2 separate regions of the Macaca mulatta genome follow, and region 2 is linked to region 1. The links are chromatin contacts, called in public Micro-C maps. All regions are on one chromosome and are shown on one strand. Each heading gives the region's core, a stretch centred on a gene start, on an enhancer-like site or on the middle of the called end of the contact. The rest is flanking DNA. Distances are from core to core; before and after follow the strand shown. Region 1 overlaps MYL12A (myosin light chain 12A). Region 2 overlaps DLGAP1 (DLG associated protein 1).

The links. Hi-C and Micro-C count contacts between places; a contact is called where the count stands out from the background.
Region 2: a Micro-C map of CD4 T cells shows a contact between it and region 1, with 5 times the contacts expected there. The contact joins two enhancer-like sites. A contact is called at or near these places in 2 of 14 Hi-C or Micro-C datasets (CD4 T cells and fibroblasts).

What each region holds. Positions count from the first base shown.
Region 1 is chr18:74,485,616-74,492,183 of T2T-MMU8v2.0, reverse strand. All of the region lies in intron 3 of MYL12A (myosin light chain 12A), which reads right to left. Among named protein-coding and RNA genes, the nearest start is that of MYL12A, 12 kb to the right of the region's middle. Within about 2 kb of position 1,968, at least 38 of the 40 cell types and tissues checked have an H3K27ac peak or open chromatin away from gene starts, as enhancers often do. A contact at or near this core is called in CD4 T cells, where this site is marked.
Region 2 is chr18:74,821,358-74,827,626 of T2T-MMU8v2.0, reverse strand. The region is part of intron 8 of DLGAP1 (DLG associated protein 1); the gene reads left to right. It overlaps LOC114673842 (a long non-coding RNA gene), which reads right to left. Exons shown (of 6, transcript XR_013408207.1): 2 at 5,027-6,269; 3 at 2,589-2,719; 4 at 1,933-2,028. Among named protein-coding and RNA genes, the nearest start is that of TGIF1, 150 kb to the right of the region's middle. Within about 2 kb of position 4,471, at least 26 of the 40 cell types and tissues checked have an H3K27ac peak or open chromatin away from gene starts, as enhancers often do. A contact at or near this core is called in CD4 T cells, where this site is marked.

The DNA.
Region 1 (6,568 bases), core at 719-3,218:
CAGAGCTTGAACCACTAGCCAGTAACATCCTGCATACAGGCAGCTGAAATTCTCTGCCATGAAAATGTGGATAGCTGGGAGTAACAAGCAATGATACCCCAAAGTTAAATGTGTGGAGTGAGGAAGGAAGATCCCAAAGATGCTGGCAAAAAGGGTACGATAAACTTATCCCCAAATATACCTGGAGTCTTTGAATCTTGGGAGAAAAGGAAAACTAGCTCCATGTTGGGGCTCTACATCCTGTTACCTTTCCTAACCTTAGCAACTCTCGTCTGGGGATCTGTCCTTTAGAAGTTGCAGTTCATCTTGTCCAAGCTTAGTCTCATCAAAGCATAAATGAACATCGAGTCAGCCATCATAAAAGTTGTTTCACTCAACAGAGCCTAAACAAGGCAAAAGCTGTGCTCTTAGTTACGAAGTCCAGGAGGGTCTACCACCTTGGGCAAATTACCTCACCTCTCTGGGTTTCGTTTTACTCAGTTATAAAATGCAAAGGCTTCACAAGGTAATCTATTAGGTCCTACTGAATTCTAAATGCTTTGATTCTTCTCTTACCAAAAGACCATGCCAAATCTACCTTCAACTAAGCGGCCAAATGAATCCTCTAAACATCCCTTTCTTATTACTCCCTTAGTGAAGACTCCAAAATTACTCTCTATGGCTTCTTACATAATCTTTTCTTTCTTCTAAGTTTTCAAGACATCCATAAGAAGGTCCCACTTACCTATCTACCCTTATTTGCTACTATAAGTCGTTATAGTTCGGTTCCATACCCTACGGTCTGCTTTTCACAGGAGACAATTCCCAGCTTTTGAGTTTTGCTCGTTACCACCTCCCACACATCTAGCCGGAAACGCTAAGTTCTCCCTCCTAGGGCTGAATCCAAGGCCTTCAGTGAGGTCACGATTCTTTTCCAAGCAACCTTTCCCTATTTCTGTTAATTGTCCTTTCTTCAGACAACACGAATAAACTAAACCTTTACAAGATGCAAGACACACTAAGCGAATTACAACTCTATGTAAATCATTACATTTGAGCCTGTATCAACCACACACTCGGCTACCGGCATGCTAATAGCTTCCTTGGAGGCTTCACTTAGGCAAGACCGTGCACTAGGAGGCTCCTGCACCCTCCAAAGCATCTAGGACAGTGTTGGGCACAGGGCAGGTACTCCACACCAACACGCCCGGGTCCGCCCTAATCCACCGCCAGGGCCCGCCGCTGGGCCGGGAGGGCAGGCGTCGACCCCGGGGCCGGCGGGCGGTCCAGGGCCCAGGTGTGTGAGGTCACCCAGGTGGTGAAGGGTCGACCCACGCACCGCCGGGCCCCGGCCACCTCTCCAGCAGGGCGTCTCCCCCGGCCGACTCCATCGCCTGCAGCCTCCCAGCCTCCGGACTTCCGGGCCAGGGCCTCACCGCCAACCCTCCTCCCTCCTCCCTCCACCTCCGGCCCCATGCCCCCTTCTCAGCCAGCCTGACAGGTCCCGCCGACGCCTGGCCGCGCTGGGGCGGGGTCCGGCCGCAGGCGCGCGACGGGAGGGGGCGCGGGGACACGGAGGCGGCCCGAGGGGTCTCGCGAGCGGAGTCGAGCGCCACTCACCCGGCGCCAAACACCAGAACCGGGGTCGCCCTGCGCGAGACAACGAGCGACAGCGAAGAGCGCTAGGCTGTGGCCGGACAGTGGCGGCGCCGACACTTCCTGCCTGAAGGGGCGGAGCGGAAGGCGCACCGGAAGGCGCGGCTGGACCAAGTGGAACGGGGGTGCGCAGAGTGTTCGCGCCTGGGCGCGGGGTCTGTGTGTCAGCCGAGCGGCTGGGCTGCTGGGGCCGGAGGCACACGGCCGGGGTCTTAACTGCCCTTCGGCCTGCTCCGATCCGCTGCGATATAGCGCCGGCGCTGCGGCGGTCGCCCGCAGCCGGGCCCTCGTCCCCTGCTCCTTTGGCAGCTCCGCGGCCCTTCCGCATTCCTGGCCCGCTGGGCGCGGCTGGGCCGGGCGCTGGAATTTGACCCGAGCGGGCCGCGATCAGCGGAGGATTTGGGGTACCCTTTGACCCAGGCGGGGCGCGATCCGCCGAGGATTTGGGGTCCCCTGGCGCCGAACCCTGAGTTGCCAGATTTAGAAAGTAAAAGTACAGTTCTTCTAAATTTGAATTTCAGACAAGACCGGTTTTAGGGTTCGTCCCATGTAATGCTAAGAAGGTGAGGGCGGCGCCTGGGCGGATTCTTTTCCGCTCCAGAATCCCTTTCTCTTTTCAAACCGCGTTCCAGCCCGAGTTAAATCCTTTAACCTACTCCTCTCTGCTTACCCTCATAAGGTTTACGGCCTTATGAGGCTACGGCCACAGCCTATGGCTGTTTCATTCCTCCTTTAGCCACAAGAAAGTTTTATTCAAACTACTTTCTTAACTTTATCAAGAAAATGGCAACGCACACACATACATGCACACACAAAGAAAAACACGAAGCGGCCGGGCGCGGTGGCTCACGCCTGTAATACGAGCTCTCACGGAGGCAGAGGCGGGAGGATAGCTTGAGCCCAGGAGTTCGAGACCTGCCTGGGCAATATAGCGAGACCCCGTTCTCCATAAAAAGGAAGAAGAAAAAAAAGGAAAACAAGAAGCTACGTTTTTCAGGTTTTGCTCTAGATCGTGTTTGTGGCTGTGTTCTTCAAGATATTTTCCCTCACCTTGAGGTAATCTAGCATTACTTCATCTAGCATTACTAAAACAGCATTGCTTCAGGATGGTGGAAGATGGCAATCTAATAGCAAATCTTTGTTGAACTCTTCTTATTGCCTTAACATGTGCTGCATGCTGAGAGATGAATTCAAAGCCTCTTAGGGAGTTTATATATTCTAGAAATCTTTGATCAGAAATTCCTAGAAGGGAGGGAGCTTGTGTTCAGCACTCTATAGCAGTTCTTAAACAGTAGCACGCCTAATAACAAGACTTTAAAAAACATTTTTGAGCCTCAAAACCGGGTATTAGGATTGAGTGAGTAAAGGGTGGAGGATAATTCCAATTTCTGGTAAGCACACATGATGCTGACGCGGTGGTCCTCATCCCAGCAGCACAGCTCTAAATCCAGTTCATGACTGTATGTATTTTCTCAATAGTGTTAGAAAAGCAATTGCTTAAAAGTCACACCTGGTTCTACAATATTTACCCTTTCCTTAACTGTAGTCTAGGTTTTGGTTCGATAGTTTAAATAATTAAAAAATATAAGTTTCTAGAATTGTGCTGTCCAATACAATCGTCACTAACCACATGTGGCTAAACTTAAATTCAGTTCCTCAGTTGTATTTGATAACGTTTGATACCTGGAATGCAGTGGCTATTCACAGGTGTGATCATAATGCACTACAACCTGGAACTCCTGGGCTCAAGCGATCCTCTCACCTGAGCCTCTCAAGTAGTTGGGACTACAGGTGAGAGACACTGCACCAGTGCGTCTGGCAGTATTAGACACATTTTTGTTTTTTGAAACAGTCTTGCTCTGTTGCCCAGGCTGGAGTGCAGTGGCTCGATCTCGACTCACTGCAACCTCTGCCTCCCGGGTTCATGCGATTCTCCTGCCTTAGCCTCCCGAGTAGCAGGGACTACAGGCGTGTGCCACAACGCCCATCTAATTTTTGTATTTTTAGTAGAGACGGGTTTTCACCATGTTGGCCAGGATGGTCTCAGTCTCTTGTCCTTGTGATCCACGTGCCTCGGCCTCCAAAAGTGCTGGGATTACAGTCCTGAGCCATCGCGTCCGGCCAGTATTAGACACATTTTAAGTGCTCAATAGCCACATGTGGTTAGTGTCCTTATTGTATGGCACAGAGAGCATTTCCATAATTACAGAAGCTTCTATTTGACAGCACTATTCTGAAGAAATAATTCTAAGGTACATTGTTCTCTTTAGATGCAAAAGAAAAGCCTATATAGGCTTTATTTAATCATTAATAAAAATGTATTCACTAACAAAAATAGCTGGATAGCTAAATATCTATCATTGGAAAATTGTTTATAGCATACCCACGTCAAAGATAATTGAAGTTAAGAATGGTTGAAAAACCAATATACTTAAAACAACAGTGGCTATGCCAAAACATGAGATATAATTTTAGTAAATGAAAAAACAAGTTGTAAACTCATTACAACTGTAAAATGTATGTGGATAAACATTGGAGAAGTCACAATTCCTGCTATTTGAGCAGACACAGAGAAATCTAGACTAAAAAGATATAGGGACTTGGAAGATGGAAGATCAAGTGAAAATGGAATAAGCAGCACGGGGAAAACTGGGCATTTCTTCAGTGCGGGATTAGCTACAACAATCGCTTTATGGACAGAAAAGGTAAGCAAACATGACTAACGACTTGTCAAATCTGGGGGCGTCTCATTTAAACCTTCCCATACTCCACTGTTCTGTGTTGGACACTACTAACCTCCTTACTCTTGACATTAACTAGGTTTCCGTAAAACTGTTTCTGTGGCTCCATTTACCTCTCCAAACTCTGATCATTTTTTATCTGATCCTCAAGTCTAGGTGTTAAACCTCTTGCTGTCCTTCCTCTTTTCACTTTGTAGCAAATGGTTTCCTTTCCTTCTCAATTTGCTTTTACTTGTCTCTTATGCTCAGGCCTTCCTCCTTTCTTTCCCAGGAGCATTCAATTCCTGCTCTCAAGTCATAGGTTCTTTCATCAAGTAAAATTTGGGGCCTGGAATCCAAATGACCATATCATATGCAGGTAGATAAGGATGCCACCCCCATTAGGTTGGTTTTGTCCGATTTTTTTTTTTTTTTTTAAAGACAGGGTCTCGCTGTCACCCCAGGCTGGAGTGCAGTGACACAATCAGTTCACTCCAGCCTTGGACTCCTGGGCTCAAGCAATCCTTCCACCTTAGCTTTCGGAGTAGCTGGGATTATAGGCACCCGCCACCATATCCGGCTAATTTTTTTTTTTTTTTTTTTATGTAGAGATGGGGTTTTGCTTTGTTGCCCAGGCTAATGTCAAACTTCTGGCGTCAAGCAGTCTTCCTACTTCGACCTTCCAAAGTGCTGGGATTACAGATGTGAGCCAATATGCCTAGTCAGATCTTTTGAAATGGTTTGTTTCAAGTTTGACTTTCATCGTGGAAACTTTTGAGACTGATTTTTCAGTCAAACACACCATTGAAATGGATGCTTTTACCTTTCTATTGGCAATCATTCTTGTTTAAGCAAAGAATGGTATTACTAAATTAGGAGAATTATTTCATTCAGGGTACATCATTGTTCTTAATGCAAGTTGGTTCTTTGAGCAGTTATCTGAAAGGGAAACAGGAACCCTGCAAGAGATCGTTTTAGTAGTACCTTGTATTTCATATAGTGGAAACAATGTTATCTGTTCTTCACTGGAGATTTAACAAAGCATATGATAATTTTTTCTCTTGACATGGAAATTCAGTTCAAAAAACAAGATTTTAGCACCATGGCCATAGCCTGGAAAAAGTATTTTGGCTTAACCAGTGAATAAAATTCAGTAACAAAAGACAAAGAATGAAGGCAGGTCCTAAGATTCTAACGTTGAAGAAGACAAGAACTAGCTTTGACTAGTCCATCTATTCCTATAGCATTGGCCTTCTCAGGTTACAGGATCTAGCTGATCTTATTGGCTGCAAAGGCCTGCTGCCCAGAAGGCTTTTAGTAATTGTTTACCGAATGAGGTAATGGTTTTGTCCAAGGAGAGTCATGATAATCATAGCATAAAACTTGAAGTTATTACAGTAATTGTCAATTACTCATCTTCATGGGCTAATTGTCAACTCTTTTCAACCAAATTTTTCTCCGTTTCAAATATTTTAAAACTCATGAATCTTTGAGAGTGGGAGTTTTGGGCTGGCCATGGTTGCTCAGACCTGTAATCCCAGCACTTTGGGAGGCAGAGGTGGGAAGATCACTTGAGTACAGGAGTTTGAGACCAGCCTGGGCAACATAATGAGACCCTGTCTCTACAACAAATTGAGAAATTAGCCAGGCACGGTGGTGCATGCTTGTAGTCCCAACTACTCAGGGTGGATCACTTGAGCCCAGGAGGTCAAGGCTGTAGTGAGCTGTGATCACGCTACTGCACTCCAGCCTGCATGATAGAGCGAGACACCCTGTCTGGAAAAAAAAAGAGAATCCTGAAGCCCTTTGAGAGTCAGATTTTTAAAGCTGAAAAAGAATGAAACTGTCTGCCACTCCCTGATTAACTATGAAACAGTTCTGCATTTCTGCAAATAGTAGAAGTTATTTTTAGGACTGAAATAATGACCTCACTTTCCCAGGCATGTAGGTTCAGCTGTTTTGATTGTGGGAAGGTCAGGAATGTCCAAAACTCATACATGGACTCGTGGTGAATCTCTGCATAAATATCTTTCAATAGGCATTGTTGTGTTAAAGAAGAACTACATATAATAAAAAAATACTGCATTGTATTTCCAGCACTTTAAAACATAACATTAAAAAATCTCTCTTTGGTAGCATTCCACAGAACCTTTAAGCCAAAATGGTTTTTAAAAATATGAAAAATTGAAATTACACTCAGTGACCTGGTCTAA
Region 2 (6,269 bases), core at 3,222-5,721, 330 kb before region 1:
GTGCACTACACTCCAGCCTGGGTGACGGAGCGAGACTCTGTCTCAAAAAAACAAAAAGTTTCAGACTTTAGAGTATTTCAGATTTGGAATAGAATAAATTTATTATCTAATGGTAACAAACAACTGGGGACCAGTTAGGGCAGGAGCTGTCTGTTCCGATTCTTCTTTGCCTCTGGGTGTAGAGTAGGACCCTTCTGGAATGAGCATCTTATGACCAACTTTCAGGCAAAGGTAGGTCAGAGCATTCCGCTGTGGCCAGATCTCACACTGAGTGACCTTCTTGCTCCTTTGGTTTTCTCAATTGCCAAGTCACCATATTTTAGGGCATCATGTTCTGAGCCCCAACACATAGACAGCATCTACAAAGTCACTGCATAAGTGCCAAGCCAATCAAATCAAAAAGCAAACACAATTTTAAAAATAAAATTGAAGTGACCAAGATGGCAAAATAATTTGTTTTCTCAAACAATACCAAGTCCCAAGGTAGGGCAGGCAATGAATTTACCAAAACCATTAAGTTCATGACAGCTGGCCTTTCTTCCACCTGTCATCCCCAGTGTGAGCTCATCCTTTTTTTTTTTTTTTTTTTTTTTTTGGTGAGATGGAGTTTCACTCTCATTGCCCAGGCTGGAGTGCAATGGCGCAATCTCCACTCACTGTAACCTCCCCCTCCTGGGTTCAAGCAATTCTCCTGCCTCAGCATCCCCAGTAGCTGGGATTACAGGAATGCACCACCACACCCGGCTAATTTTGCATTTTTAGTAGAGACGGAGTTTCTCCATGTTGGTCAGACTGGTCTTGAACTCCCGACCTCAGGTGATCTGCCTACCTCAGCCTCCCAAAGTGCTGGGATTACAGGTGCGAGCCACCACGCCCGACTGAACTCGTCTTCTTAGGCCAGTACTTTCTGTGGTCTCCCTATGGCAGCCACAGTTCCAGCATCCCTTGCAGATGACAAAGTCCAGAGGAATAAAAGGGATGTCCCTGACTTGAGTGGCTTTAAATAGTGAGGTAAACTTTCCCAGAACATTCCCATCTGACCTCCCTTCTCATCTCTTTGTCTTGTAGACTGGTGAAGATTCAGCCTCCATGTCTAGGTAGGGGCTTTGCCACCTCTAAAACTCACAGCTGTGGAAAGATCAACAGCACTGGGGTCTCATTAGCAAGCAGGACAGGGAGAATGGTTATGAGGAGGCAAACAACAATGTTTGCCACGGGCGTAAAGGCATGCAAAAGGCTAGTATGTTCTGGAAATGATAAATAGTCAAATAAGAAATTGTCAGGAGAAGGTAATAAAATATGCTGCAGCCCATTTGTAAAGAAGTTACCGGCTGGCCGGGTGCGGTGGCTCACATCTGTAATCCCAGCACTTTGGGAGGCCGAGGCGGGAGGATCATGAGGTCAGGAGATCGACACCATCCTGGCTAACACAGTGAAATCCCGTCTCTACTAAAAATCCAAAAAAAAAAACAACCATTAGCTGGGTGTTGTGGCAGGCGCCTATAGTCCCAGCTACTCGGGAGGCTGAGGCAGGAGAATCACTTGAACCCAGGAGGCGGAGCTTGCAGTGAGCCAAGGATCACGCCACTGCACTCCAGCCTGGGCGACAGAGCAAGACTCCATCTCAAAAAAAAATAAAGAAGTTACCGGCTAATATTTGGCTGCACTGTATGGGTCCATGTTCCTTAAGCTTTTAAAATTTAAAGACAGAGAGATATCAATGTTAGGAGATTTTTAGTATTCCTTTTTTACGTAATAATCACATAAAATTTCCTTCAAAAAACAAATGCTCAAGGCTGGGTGCAGTAGCTTATGCCTGTAATCCCAGTACTTTGGGAGGCTGAGGAGGGTGGATTGCTTGAGCCCAGGAGTTCAAGACCAGCCTGGGCAACATAGCAAAACCCCATTTCTACAAAAAATATAAAATATTACCTGGGTGTGGTGGCACAGGCCTGTAATCCAGCTACTCTGGAGGCTGAGGCGGGAAAATCACCTTGTTGCAATGAGCCTGGGTAACAGAACAAGATCCTGTCTCAAAGGAATTAAAAGAAAAATAAAAAAGGTTCAAAACAAAAATTACACAGCAACATATATAGTAACACTAAAATTTCATAATCTAGGCTGGGCGCGGTGGCTCATGCCTATAATCCCAGCACTTCGGGAGGCCGAGGCGGGTGGATCAATCACCTGAGGTCAGGAGTTCAAGACCAGCCTTGCCAGCATGGCGAAACCCCTTCTCTACTAAAATTACAAAAGAAAATGAGCCGAGTGTGGGGGCAGGCGCCTGTAATCCCAGCTGCTAGGGTGGCTGAGGCAGGAGAATCACTTGAACCCGGGAGGTGGAGGCTGCAGTGAGCTGAGGTCGTGCCACTGCACTCCAGCCTGGGCAACGAGTGTGAAACTCCCAAAGTCTGTCTCAAAAAAAAAAAAAAAGTTATAATCTAGTCATGTCATAGCAGTGAAGAAATAACCGTGTATGTAATTCTTATTTGTACTTTTTTATAATTACAAAAGTAATTCTTTTTCAAAAAATAGGAAAATTCAGAGAAGCCCAAAGAGTAAAGTAAAAATCACCCATATCCCATCACCTGGCTATAACGATGTGAAGTCAAAGTTGGGGCCTCACATACGTAGTAGTTTGGTATACAGTTATAATAGTGATTTTCTTTTTCCTTTGTAAGAAAGCACTTCAAATTCAATTTCTTCTTACCATACTTTTCTGTCAAACAAAGCAAAACTGCTGGTCAGTGTAGAAGGGGGAAAAGCAACAAATGCATATGGTGGCTTATGAAGTATAACATATTACATTAGGGAAGGAAATAAGTATTATTGCTGTTGTATTTCTGTTGGACTTGCTACTCATACAACTGGTTATCTAAGCCCAAACTCTATAATGTAAGGAAGTAATGAAAAAGTCTGCCTTTGAGAGCAGCGAATTCTTCAGTGTGATTCTGGCAGGGGAAGGAAGGGGGGAAGGGTTGTAAGAACTGGGGCCAAATTTCATCCTGGCAAGTTGCAGCTTTCTTCCTGAGCGTGGTTACTGGTCAAGGCACCAGGGCTCAGGAATGAGGCAGACATTAGCTTGTTTTGGTTGGCACCTCTAGGATAGTTTTGTCTGCACACTGTGCCTCTGAGGAATGGCCTCTACAAAGGGTCAGGATGCCAAAATTCTTTAATCTTTCACTTTCATTTTAAAAATGAAATCTGAATCTCTCTCCATCTAATAGCAAACCACAGTGAGACCATTTTTTTTAAAGTCCAGACCTGCCTAGGCAGGAATCCATTTTGGTTGTTGTTGATTTTAGTGTTTTGTTCAAAGTCTCCTGTTTCTTTATGAATTCTCTTTCACACAAACTTGTTAGTGGCACTCAGTTTCCTTGGTAAACTTTTTGGTTTTTGTTTGCTGCTAGCTTTTAAAAATCTATAGACAGGCAAAAAATCTCCTGCTGCTAAAAAGCTGCACGACCTTGGAAAAGTCACTTAACCTCTCTGGAGAAAGATCAAGTTAGAGGGTCATAGTGGACTGGAGAGGATTTTAGAGATCAGAGTTCTGCCCTTCCTGTTTACAGATCTGTCATTCAGAGAGGGTGACTAACTGGCCAGAAGCCAAACAGCTTTCTTGAAGTTTTATTATTTTGATTTTTCAAAATAATAGGAGTTCAATGAATTTGCAAATTAACGAAGCAGTGTTTGAAAAGAAAATGTGCAAGAGATATTTAAGTGTTAAAGGAAACTAGAGATAAGATACTTTATAACTATCCAAATTGGTTCGTAGGAAGCAAACGTGAACTGTGTAAAATGTGGAGCATTTGATGCACCAAGAAATATTTACTGACTGCCCACTTGGAGCTTGAAAGTTCGGTTGGGAACCAAGAAGATAATCATAATGTAATAAGTGCTCTGCCTGATTAAAAACGGCAGTGTTCTCATGAGAACGAGGAAGGGCATTCAGAAGGACATTCCTGGCGTCTTCCTGGAAGAGGCCAAACGTAAGCTCAGATCTGAAGGAAAAACCAGAGGAAAGAATATCCCTAACGAGGAATCGATTGCACATGCAAACCCAGGGAAACTGATGGGTTGAATAACTGAAGGCAAAGTGGTCAGGAGGATGGAGAATTCTGAGACCTGAACGGTGAGCAGGAACTCTTATCCTGAGGGCAGATTTGTAAACTGCAGACTGACAGGACCTGCTGGAGGGTTTCCGCTCTTCCTCTAAGTGTACGCAATAGTTTGGAAACAGAGAAAAGACAGACCCAGTGAGACTAAGTAGAAAAGTATTTCTCCAAATATTTTGACCTACAAAATGCATTTTCCCTGTTGCCCAGTACGTACACAGATCCGGGGACACGCACACACAAACTGAAAGAAGTTTCCCAACAAGACTTAATTTTTCTACACAGGATGTACGCTGACATTTTCTACCTAACCTTTTGCATTTTCTAAATGGTGAAACTGCATGACTCATCTGATTTCACTACCCATTAAGTCACAACTCAGAGTTGGAGAAACCTTGGGTTAAGGAAGTTGCTGTGATACTCCAGAAGAGAACATTTCAAAGTATAGGATCTAGGGAAGCAGAAAGATGCACAGAAGGATGTGGAATGATTCCAGAGGGATTTAAGAGATCAGAGAGGACCCAAGAGTGCTTACAGATAATGCCGAGTTTTGGCCTGAACTCGGGGCAGACAAAGGGATCGTGTACTGAGATAGGGCACCTTAAGTGAAAGATGAGGAAGGTAAAGATATCACCACTTGGGAAATGCCCGATTCTTTTGTGTGTGTGTGTGTGTGTGTGTGTGTTTCTGTAAACACAAATATGCTCCTTAATGTGAAGTACATCCCAAGAAAAACATGTAACTCTAGAAAATGCCCAAGTTTTATTAAAAGAAGAAGGGAAATGGCAGAAATGGAAAGAAGGGAATCAGTGGAGAGGGGTGGACTCTAGCACTTAGGCACAAGATTCCACTTGGACAGGACAGGCAAGCTTCAAATCCCAGAGGAAACAGACAGCCCGTATCAGACTCACCTGATGCTTTCCTGCAGCTGCTATGGGGCTTTTGTAAGCTGGGAATGGGTTAAGCATAGCCCCGGCTGTTCATTCAGCCACAATGTTGGCAGGAGTTAGCTTCTTTACACATAAAGTTGGCATCAAATTTGGAATTCACAATCACTAGTTCACGAACGTCACAGGCATTTCTTAGGCACTTCTTATATAAATGGAAATACCATTAACTTTCTTCTTCATGCACGCTCTCTGACAACATCGGGTCAAAGGGGCTTTTTTCCTGCCTCTTTTCATAGCTTCCACCGTCCCCATCCTTCTTCTAAATCTTTAATTTTGCAAAGCCGTAGGGAGTGGTGGTAGCCTGTGGCGAGTTGAAGATTTTGAACAATAGGTGTTTCTGAGCCGAGTTTATTGAAAGGGTCTTGTCTGTGTCCTGGGGGAGATTGTAAATGAGATGTCAACAGGAGCTCTTTTGTGTGGATGGCATTCATCCTGAAAGAGAGGAATTCCCTTACTGTGCTAGTATTTCAAGTACATTTGTTGCTGCCTTTGCTAAAACTTTTTATCCAACTGCCAGAGCTAACAGCAATGAATGAGTCACTTGGTGTGATTGTAACTTCCTTCCCTCCTTAGCAAAGCAATGACTCAGTCATTTACATTTAGAAAGGAAGGCTCCTAAGAAGATTTCTTGGATTTTCATCAGCTTGAGCCTCTTTTCTTGACCATCACGTGGGCTTGATCTGTCAGCAATCCTGTTAACCCCGGTGAGGGGAGTTTAGCTGGGCTGTTTTTCTCCCTCCCTGGAAAACTTCTTGCTGTTTTGCTCGTTTCTTTTTTAAATCCAAGGAGAAAGACAAACACAATTTCCTGCCTTAAGCCCTTTTCCTTTCTCTCTCCCTCCCCCCCTTTTCTTTTGTAAAGGACAGGCAATTTCAGTTTACTATAATTACCCTGGGCTGAGGTTTGACTAACTCCACCTTCAGACGATAAGGCAACCGTTTTATTACCTTGCTGCCAGGTGCCTGAGGGTGACAAGACTTGCCTTTATCTGGTGACCTGACAAGGTTATCAGCAACTGCAAATGGGCTGAACCTCGGAGCAGGGGCCATCAAAATGCTTCCCTCCCCTCGATCCATTTCCCAACCCTTTATTGGTAATTCATTTCAATCCGAAGACTGGCTCTAGTTTCTGCAAGTTTTTCCGCATTCCTGCACCTTAGCTCTGTCGTCTTGTGTTCTCTCTGGAACACGGGCAGCCGCAACAG